Linked DNA regions of Ctenopharyngodon idella: region 1 is linked to region 2. Evidence: chromatin contacts called from public Hi-C data. All regions are on one chromosome and are shown on one strand. The core of a region is the stretch at or near the end of the contact, and the rest is flanking DNA. Distances in the headings are between cores, read along the strand shown. Region 1 holds the start of prpf6 (PRP6 pre-mRNA processing factor 6 homolog (S. cerevisiae)). Region 2 holds the start of znf512b (zinc finger protein 512B).

Region 1 (5,340 bases), core at 1,273-3,772, 150 kb before region 2:
TTAGCATCATTACTCCAGTTCAGTGTCACATAGTCCTTCAGAAATCATTATAATATGCTGATTTGATGCTCAAGATGCCTTACTTATTATTATCAGTGTTGAAAACAGTTGTGCTAATTCATTCAGCTGCTTTGTGCTTTTTTACAGGATTCTTTGATGAATAGAAAGCTCAAAAGAACAGTTTTTTTTGTTTTGTTTGTTTTTTTAAATACATTTCAAATGTCTTTACTTTTGATCAATTTAATGCTTTCTTGCTAATTAAAAGTATTATTTTCTTTAAAAAAACCTTATTGACTCCAACCTATTGAACAGTAATGCATATGAGAATAAATACATGCTAAGGAAATTATAAACCACAAACGTGGTGTGATATTTTTTATTAGTATTAGCCTATTATTTAGTAAAATGAAACTATTCAATATTAACAATACTTCATTTAAAATTCTGACACAGTTTAAACTAAAACGGTTAAAGTGCCCCTATTCTGCTATTTTAAAGGCTCTTAATTTCGTTAATTTAGTTTTGGAGGTCTCCTACAATCGGTTTTCATGCATCAAAGGTCAAAAAACACTGAAACGGTTCGATAAAGGATTTGGTCTCTCTAAAACACTCCTTTCTGAGAGCTTCCTCTGCTCTGATTGGTCAGATGGCTCAGTCTGTTGTAAATTGTTCTACTCTGCTCTGATTGGTCAGATGGCCCAGTCTGTTGTGACTGGTCTACTGTGCTCTGATTGGTCAGACAACCCAGTCTGTTGTGATTGGTCTACTGTGCTCTGATTGGTCAGATGAACCAATCTGTTGTTATTAGTCTAACGCTTACAGCGCCTGTTGGTAACCAAACCCTAATTACCATATGTGGATTTCAGCTCCAGATCTTCCTCAGCACTTAATACACAGTGATATGAACAGCATCGATGATGTCGGTTTTACTGTATCCATTAGAAAGCGATTCCTGATCCTTTGGAAGTGCAAAGTGGATTTGCTTTTGCAGCACTGAAAACAGTGTCTTCTCAACATGTCGACAACACGAACCAAGCTCTTCCAGGCCTCAGCAATAACTACAGTGATCGAGGATCAAAGTAGACTTTGTTCACGGGCAGCCAATGAAGACCATAGACTGGCATTATGCAAATTAGTTACAAACCTACATGGGTTTGTTACAGGAAGTGAGACTGGAATTACTGCTTACTTGTTTCAGGCAGTTCAGATTCGGTTCTTTCTTTTAGAAGACAATAAGTTTATATGCTGTGCACTTTGATCTTTGAAACCTTTTACATTCACAAACAGCTACATTACGCACTACATGAAAGGTAATATTGGAAAAAGCACAATAGGGGCACTTTAAAGATTAGTTGTAGGTTAAAGCAGGCAGGGGAACATTTTAACAAATCATAATTCAGCAGGTCAATATTCACCAAGTTCCACACAAACCTTCAGATCTGAGAACTGTTGCTGAATCTTGGGCCGCTCCATACGGTATTTCTCGATCTCCTCTTTCTCTCGCAGCTCCCTGCAGACACAACAATAAACTCAGCCAAGATATGCTACATAAAAACAAACAAGCGTTGATGATAGAAGAAAGTCCACACTCACCGTCTTTCTTTGCGTCTCTCATCCATCCGTTTATCCAGTGCGGCGTAGATGGCATCTGCCTCCTCATCGTCTTTCTCATACGGCCCACTGGAGAACAGACTGCCTGCATAGCCGTTGAACTAGAGGATACAGAAGATCACATTTACTTTATTTTAGATCTGACAAAGCCACTAATAAAAAACAAGCAAGCATAATTTTGAGCATTAAGTTGTATTTTTGCATGCAATCACATATTGCACATCAAGTCAACCTGGCTCCTTTCAGAATGATGTACCTCATCATAGTTAGTGTCGTTGAGATCCTCATCATCATCGTCCTGGTTCTTCTTCATCTGATCGCCCACCGTCCTCTTCCCAGGGGGTGCGTGCCTATCGTCCACCGGGTCATTGGCATCACGAGCGGGACCAATATCAGACCGCGTTGTGAAACCCGTGGCACTGCAGAACACAATACATTACAACAGCTGTTTTCAAACTGGGGTAAATTAATAAAGCCAAATTATCATATGTATCTCTAAATAAATAAACATTACACATCAACGAAACATCACAATACACAAGACAGCACAGCACAACGTTCATAACATTATATAGGGGTCTAAAATAAAAATCAAGTCATGTTATTAAGTCATATATGTGAGTGCGTTGAGTTTAGACTGTCGTTATTATTTGTGTTGGTCTCTCACCCTCTGCCCAGACCGGGCACGTAACCCAGCGGCGCAGGCATGCCGAGAAACGGCTTCTTCTTCTTATTCAAGCCCCCCATGAGCGGAGACGCAAGCGGCATTGCCGGAGCTCCATTTGCGGCCCCGCCGGTACCTCCGGACTGGGTTTTGTTTGCAGTTTTCGCGGGTTGCTTCGCTGTAGCGCTCGCCATCGTTGCGCTGCCGACAACACGCTTCACTTCCGGAACAACAACAGTCGCGCTTCCTGTGACATTAAAGTCTGCTTTTAAAATGTGTCGCTATATCGCCGCCATAGGACGGGCGGTGTGAAGTAGCTTGACCTAAATTCACCTGTTTTTTTTGTTGTTGTTGTTTTTATAATTATTACAGTACTTTTTCAAAATAACTGAAAGAAGTTGATATGAGACGAAAAAAAATCTAAACATATTATGTGCGTTAGTAGACCTCAACCTTCCCTTTCATCTTAAAGCATGTACCTGATTTATAATTTATATCGTAGTTATATGATCAAATAATCACCATTGAAAAGATAAATTGAAATTCATATAGGTTTGTTGAATTTGATTTGAAGTTTTATTTGATGCTACGATCCTTTAGGGTTGGTTTCAAATTAAATTATTATGATTAAATTAGCTATCCTGATATTACACGTCCATAGTTTGATTGAGAGTTCTTTCAACAGAAAAATGAGACCTTTTGGGTTGAAATTATACAACTATATTAATAAAGTTTTGTGTCATTTGAAATTAATGTTTAATGTCAGAGAATGTATACTAATGAGATCATCAGTGAATGTCATCTACAGAGGGCAGCAGAGGCTTGATTTCTATGGTGACAAGTATTTCAGGACAGCACTTAATGGAACACTCCACTTTTTTTTGAAAATAGGCTCATTTTCCAACTCCCCTAGAGTTAAACAGTTGAGGTTTACCGTTTTCGAATCCATTCAGCCGATCTCCGGGTCTGGCGATACCACTTTTAGCATAGCTTAGCATAGTTCATTGAATCTGATTAGACCGTTAGCATCTCGTTAAAAATGACCAAAGAGTTTCAATATTTTTCCTATTTAAAACTTGACTCTTCTGTAGTTACATTGTGTACTAAGACCGACGGAAAATTAAAAGTTGCGATTTTCTAGGCCAATATGACTAGGAATTATACTGTCATTCCGGCGTAATGATCAAGGAACTTTGCTGCCGTACCATGGCTGCAGCAGGCACAATGATATTACGCAGTGTTTCTCACAAATGTCTCCATGGTTGCAAGGCACGCTCCCTGTGCAAGCAGGGGGTCACAGGCACTGCGTAATATCATTGCGCCTGCTGCAGCCATGGTACGGCAGCAAAGTTCCTTTTTTATTACGCCGGAATGAGAGTATAGTTCTTAGTACACGATGTAACTACAGAAGAGTCAAGTTTTAAATAGGAAAAATATTGAAACTCTTTGGTCATTTTTTAACGAGATGCTAACGGTCTAATCAGATTCAATGAACTATGCTAAGCTATGCTAAAAGTGGTACCGCCAGACCCGGAGATCGGCTGAATGGATTCGAAAACGGTAAAACTCAACTGTTTACCTCTAGGGGAGTTGGAAAATGAGCCTATTTTCAAAAAAAGTGGAGTGTTCCTTTAAAGGTGAAGAATTTGTATTTTAGTGTTATAATACTTACTTCTATTACAGCTTAATATGCAGAGACAATTAAAAGTAAATCATTTGTAGGCCAATTCCCCTGAAAGTAAATACTGTGGCTCCATTCCTGCCTATTGCAGCAACGTTGGCTCAACCAATGGTATGAGTTTGGGGTGGGGTTTTCTATCGTTCTGACCAATGCAAGACAAGGGGGTGTTTGGAAACCTGCAATTCTAAATTCTGTCATTAATTACTCACCCTCATGTCGCTCCAAACCCGTAAAACTTTTGTTCATCTTCAGAGTTTTGAAGGTTTTCGGAGGTTTGTTCTCGCCCGTCAAGCAGGTTCGGTTGAGCTTCTGTTTATTTTCGCTGGTCAATGTTTATATATGAATAAAAGCCTAAATTAAATCTGTGCATCATATAATGCTATCTTGACTAAACTGCTCAATACATATGGGTTAATTTTACAATCTCTTTATTAACTTTTTGAAGTGTCAAAGTGGTAGTTGCGTAGCTGTCAATGGGGGGACAGAAATCTCTCTGATTTTATTAAAATATCTTCATTTGCATTTCAAAGATGAAAGAAAGACTTATGCGTTTGGAAAGACATGAGGGTAAGTAATTAATGACAGAATTTTCATTTTTGGGTGAACCTTTAAATAGTTCTTTTAAGTCACCATGAAATTAAAACTGACAATTCTTCGTCCTTTTTCGGAGTGTCTATTTACACTAATTGCAAATAGTGTCCCTTGTTGGCAAACGCTATTTACACTAGCTCCGCCCACTAATGTCTGGTTGGGCCACTGAAGTTTTAAAAAAGACATATGGAATTTCAATGTTTTCAGTGGCGCAGCAGTAGCAAGTAGGGCTCGCAGACTTGGCTTTTAACGTGATCGATGCAGGTTCAAATCTGCCTTTTGCAGAGATCACATTTATTTTCAATAAAAATGAGAATAATGTTCTAAAAGTGGAAATAAACTGCGAGCGAGTGTTTAATAATATTAAAAGTGTTTATTGGGTAGGGTTAGGGGAAGGTGTAAGGAGGGTTTTTATTCTCCCAATAAGGCAGCATCCATTTAATAATTTTAATAAATATAATCATTTGCACTCAATGATATTATTGCATCCTGTTAATGTACAAAAATACTGAGGTGCAAATAGTATCTGCCAATATAAAGTATAGATAGCATCTAATTACTATTTACTCTTATTGCAAAGAACTAATACTTTTACATGGTGTAAATATGTCACGATCACTGTCTGTTCCTGTCAGTTCCTGGACTCCACTTCCCATAATCCTCCCTTCCAATCACATGCACCAATCGCCTATTGCCACACACACCTGCAGATCATTACCTGGACTATTTAAGACACACACACACACACACCCTTTGTGAAGTCTTGATTTGCCCCGGTGATCAACTCTGAGCG
Region 2 (5,517 bases), core at 1,945-4,444:
GAAGTGATAACAATTAAGGATAGTTAAAAAAGGCATATTATATGATCCCCTGCAGCAAAAAAAAAAGAAAAAAAAAAAGGTTTGAACCAGCCTTTAGCAGGTTTAAGTTGGTCTATATGGTGTCCCAGCCTGGCCAAGCCGGTGTTCAGGTGGTTTAGCTGGTCAGTCACCATCCAAATCCCAAATCCTCTATAAAACCAGCAAACAAACCCTTGGACCAGCTTACCAGACCATTTTTTTCCCCCCCAGTAGGATCTACGTACAAATGCTCTATGCTATTTTAGCAAGGCTTTCTGTATGTTCTCTTTCATTATTCACAACGCCGTCTGTGACGGGGCAAATTCAGAACTAGTCAGGCGCAGCGTGGACGCATATGTTTCTCTGTCAGTGAACTTGTGACAGCAGCATTTATTTGAGATCCCTGAACTGCTCTGCTATTGTGATATATGACTGCACTTTCCCCTGGGTTCTGTTCATGTTGTGCTCCACAAAACACATGTTACACACTCCATCTATTTAAGATGAAAGATCTGTGTGATCGATCATCGCTGTAAAAGATACACACACACAAACCATTGTTAGCCAATACTGTATCTCTCATGCCATCCTATTTATCATTTAACTCTTCTCGTGACTCTCCCCTGCAACCACTGGGCCGTGACTCAAAGGTAAGTGAACACCTGATGGTAAACTGACCAGTAAGTGTTGAGAAATCTGCTTAATGGTGTTCAAGATCTGTGACACCATTCTGCTTTATCAGCAACACACAAATCTATATATCAGCACCACTGGAAGTAGATTTATGGTCTGTCGATCCGTATTCAACCATAACCATTAATTTCAGCTGCATTATATGATGGAAAAATGGAGATAAAGAGAAAGAGAGAGGGGATGGGGTTGCATGGAAAATTCTTACTATGTTTCTATTTTCTTTCAGAACACAATTTATATAAAATAAAGACTAACTGGAAAAAATAACACGCACACAATAGTTTTACAATTATTATTAATATGATTTATAAGTCAAATAAATTCATGAATAATACTGAATTTAAAATAATGAATACATTTAAAATATTTTGATATTAATTATGAATATAGATTATTTAATTGAAAGGTATTCAGTCAGATTTAATGGAGGTTGTAAAGGGAGTCCCCCAAGGTTCTGTGCTGGGGCCATTATTATTTACTTTACACATAAATTGTCTTTTTTTCAGTATTGTTAATGCAAGGTTTAATTTCTATGCGGACGATACCGTCATTTGGCTCATACTTTTACCTTCTTGCCTTTTTAAAAAAAATATATAGTAGACAATACTAATCACAGCACTGTTACATTTTAATATATAAATGTATTTTAGCATGAGAGGGACAACATTCAGCATGACTTTCATTTCAGAACTTTTGCCGTGGTCAAAATATTATTAACCATACTTTAATACTGTATTTCTGTTTACTTTTTTCTACAATAAGAAGCTTGTGATCAAGCCATAAATGGTGGATCCCCTAAGGATTCCAGATGAAGACTCCTGGAAAGTGAATTGATAGATGAATCACAGTCTCTATGCAAACTGAAACGTCAAGGAAACCCAAAGGAAGCTGCTCTATCTTTGAACTATAACAGCTCTTGATCAAACATAAATAACATACACACTGCCAATCTCAGCAGCAAAAAGAAATTTCTCTCCATGTCTTCCGTTATTCTTGGATTTCAACAGTGAGGAGTTACTCTGTACTGGAGCAGATTTTCACACAGCTTGCTTTACTTAATTTCATGGCCTAAAATACAGCTGGACTAACATACAGTATTACCACAGGGTTATGGGAATGTGTCCAAATGACACGAACTGTCCATTATGTAAGAGTACTTTGTAGCTCTGTCCATTTCAGAGTAGGTCGGCCCTCACCAGTCACTAACACGAGGTTCATGTGCCATTTATGGCCTCTGGTAGATATAATTCAAGGCTTTGCTGAACGTTTACATATGATTTTCTGTAGCTGACTATCTCTATACTGCTATGGTGAATTGTGCAGAAATGACTGATGTATTAATAACATACAAAAGCCTACAGGATTTATATTTATATTTCATGTGCATTATTAAAGTCATGTGATTGATGGTTTGAGGGACAGGCCTGTACAGCCCACAGACGTGTTGAGTGCTCATCGCCTGTTATCATCTGTCATAAACTCATCATATACTGTCAAATAATCCTGCACTATACTGCTGACTAGTGGACACTTATGAGAATAAAACGTATATGAGAGACGAAGTGAGAAGGTAATAATGGAAAACCCCTTTTTGGTAAATTAGAATTAGTTAACTAATGCTGTAAAATAGATAACCAAACAGAGCATGTTAGCATGCTATCCAAGAGCTTGTCTGCTAAAGTTGGACTTTCGGGTGCTTTTTGTTGTTTTGTTTTTGAGGGCTTGAGGTTACATTTGGACAATTCCATTTACAGCCAGTATAAAATAAGAATTCGTTTTGGGGTATCACTTTTTCCACATTCGGGAGTCTCAGCCTCAGAAAAGTATTCATTTGCCTCCCCCTCCTGGTGGACCCAGTAATGGTGGTTAGTTACATTACGTCATAGTGTGAAGAGAAAAAAAGATGGGTCAAAGTCTCTATTAAGCCTTTTTAAAGAGCCCGTGACGTAGGTGTGGAAAGTGAGACCTCAGTTGCTAATTATTTAGAAAATATAAATATTGAGTAGCCTAAATAAACTAGAATTTGATAAAAGTCATATTTTGTTATTAGTTGATCAATTGAATTAAAATATTAAAATGTTCAAAATTCCGCATGCAAAAGTTCAATTTAATTTGTGTAGACAAAAATTAAATATGTTTTATTATGGCAAGTACAGACACAAACAATATATATTTTCAAAGATGCGACGTCATGTTAAGAACATTCTAAGGTGATTTACATTTGTCTTTTGGACGGCAAAAATTCTGATAATTACTGTTTATGAAAACACATTTTTAACGCTATGGGAAAATCCGTATGAAACAAAAGTATGGTTAAAACCAGTCCAAATATTTTATCCAACGCAGACGGCGTCATAATGGTATGAATATTCTCATATTACTGACTTAAAAACTACGTAATCTTTTCTCCAAACTCAGAATCGCATAGACTACGTCATAACGTTTGGAACATTATCAAATTATGTGCACGCTATAAAGCTACAACATTGTAGCCGAAGCCTTTTCGTCATAACTGAGCGGCATGACGTCGAGCCGCATCAAACGCTTCCATTCAGGCAGGGGCTTTATTATGCAGAAATACCAAAATGATTGGCCTGATATCAAAATGAGTGATCATAAATAATAACGCGAGAGTTTGCAAGTTGCCTGCCGACTGTAGTCACAACTGTCAAAGGCAGCAGCAGCGGATACGCGCGTGACCCAGCACCCATACTGTTACTGTACACGGTCGCGGAGATAATATCCCTATCAAACAAATACACGGCATAATCCCGAGGTAAGGACAGGAATCGAGGGGCTGCGGCGAAACTGCGCGACGCTGTGCCTTCCCCTCCGCTTTCTTTCCGTCGCGTTCACTTCTTCCACCCTCGATTACTGCACTAAACATATCCCCGTGCCTCCTTTAGCAACAGCGCGAGGGTTTTTTTTTTTTTTTTTACTCCTCCTTCGTATTAAAGTCGCCATTTTGCTTCACTGCCTATGAAAGCTTCTTGTATTTTCATATTTTTGGCGGCGTTTCCGCGTATTTGTGCGCGTGCTTTTGATTTGGAATTTAACGAGAGAGCTCGTGGATTACATATTAATGAAGAGGGGCGCCGAGTGCAGTCTGGAAACACGGTGAAAGTGTTCAGCTTGTGGGCATTTGCATCAGCTTGCTCTTTTTTTTTCTTCCTCCTCCTTCTTCATCATCTCCCTCCGCGGATACGCACAGCGGGGGCTGTGAGTGTGGCTACCGACCGTAACGCCCGTCTGTCCGCGACCCCACGCGCGCCAGGTGTGTTTGCCATGTAAAGTCAAGCGGCGCGACGCGAGAGTAAAGGCTACAGCCTGACCCCACGTGGGTGACCCGCTCTCACCCGCTCACCCGCTAGTGTTGGGTGGCTTTCCAGGTAGGTGTGGTCTTCGAGAAGTCGATTATCTGTCAATACTGCCTATAAATGCACAAGCTCGCATTTCCTTTGCAAAGTAGCATGGTTTAGTGTGTTACAAGGTGTTGAAGCTTTTGGGGGGAATGAAATATACAAGAAAAATGTGTTGTGATGTTTATGTATGAACTGTCAGACCTAATATAAACACTCAAACACAGTTTGAGCACTTAGAAAGACTTATGTGGGTCATTCTTACTATGTTGAAGTAGGCCTACATTTTCATGTCCCTGTCATGTAGTATATTGGGTCAAATAATAAGTTTTCAGACAAAACAGGTCTTAAATATGAAAAACAGATTAGTTTCCCATGGGTTGAAAATGAAAGACAATTAAATATCGCAGGTGTTTTTGTTGTTGGGAATATTGTTTTAATCGACAGTCAATATAGATGTTTTTCTGTGCCCTCAATATCACTTTCCATCATGTTAATGGTGTGTAAAAAACCAAAACCAACTGAAAATAAACAAATCCAGCTCTTTAATGACATCATTCTCCAGAAAGTGACATCATTTTTCATGGGAAAACAACAAAACATCTATTTGTAAATGTATAAATATTAGCAAGGAACTGTGTGATGTTTTGTGGTATTAGTTGGTTTTTGCCACTCTAAAACATCTCATCCTGTTAAAATGACAGAAAATATAACGCTTATAATATTAATATTTCAGAAGTAATATATATATATATATATATATATAATTTTTTTTTTTTAATATCAAAATGAACTTCAAGTTGGCATCATCATGTAAGCTAACTCAGTTTCTCAGTAAGCAATGATTAACTTCAGCAGCTCTTTATTTCCATTCTGTTGAGTAATCACTCTTACATTTCCTGCCATTGTGTAAATAATGAAGTTGTAATTAATAACATTGAAGTGCTTGAGCCTGACCAGAGCATTTCAGAAAGTCTGGATTTTTTTGTTATAGAAATACTTGATTCAATTACAACTTGAGCATATTTATTCTTCAAAACTTACATTTTGATTGGCACTGCAGGAATAAGCCATGTGTGTTTCTCTGATTGTGTAGGCACAAGTCCATTCACAGCCTTTCTAAAGTGTGTGATAAATTCCCCAAATACCATAGCACTTAGTCCTACCAGCTGCTTTTCCTATTACCTTATTGCTCTTTTCCTTTCTGGAATAAACTTCTGGCTCACAAATGAGCTTCAGTCTCTGGGCCATAAATAATTTGGTCTAATGATCTTCAGCACTTGAAGATCCATCGTTCTTCTATGTGGGTTAGGTGATGGGAGGGCCATTCTTTGATATGGTGATACAGGATGCGGGCTGCTTTGCTGCTTTGTGTGCAGTACCTGTTGTTTTGGTTGGCATTTGAATGTGGAAGGGTTGTCACGTTCTATAGCATATCCTGTGATGA

Evidence for each region. A called contact is a pair of places that touch in the nucleus more often than the background predicts.
Region 1: a contact with region 2 is called in a Hi-C map of muscle, with 4 times the contacts expected there. The contact joins the promoter of prpf6 here to the promoter of znf512b in region 2. A contact is called at or near these places in 2 of 2 Hi-C or Micro-C datasets (both in muscle).

Annotation. Positions count from the first base shown.
Region 1 is chr22:27,898,594-27,903,933 of HZGC01, reverse strand. prpf6 (PRP6 pre-mRNA processing factor 6 homolog (S. cerevisiae)) reads right to left here and starts at 2,522. Exons shown (of 21, transcript XM_051879525.1): 1 at 2,279-2,522; 2 at 1,868-2,030; 3 at 1,594-1,712; 4 at 1,432-1,510. The coding sequence starts at 2,469.
Region 2 is chr22:27,750,840-27,756,356 of HZGC01, reverse strand. znf512b (zinc finger protein 512B) reads left to right here and starts at 3,194. Exons shown (of 17, transcript XM_051879677.1): 1 at 3,194-3,487.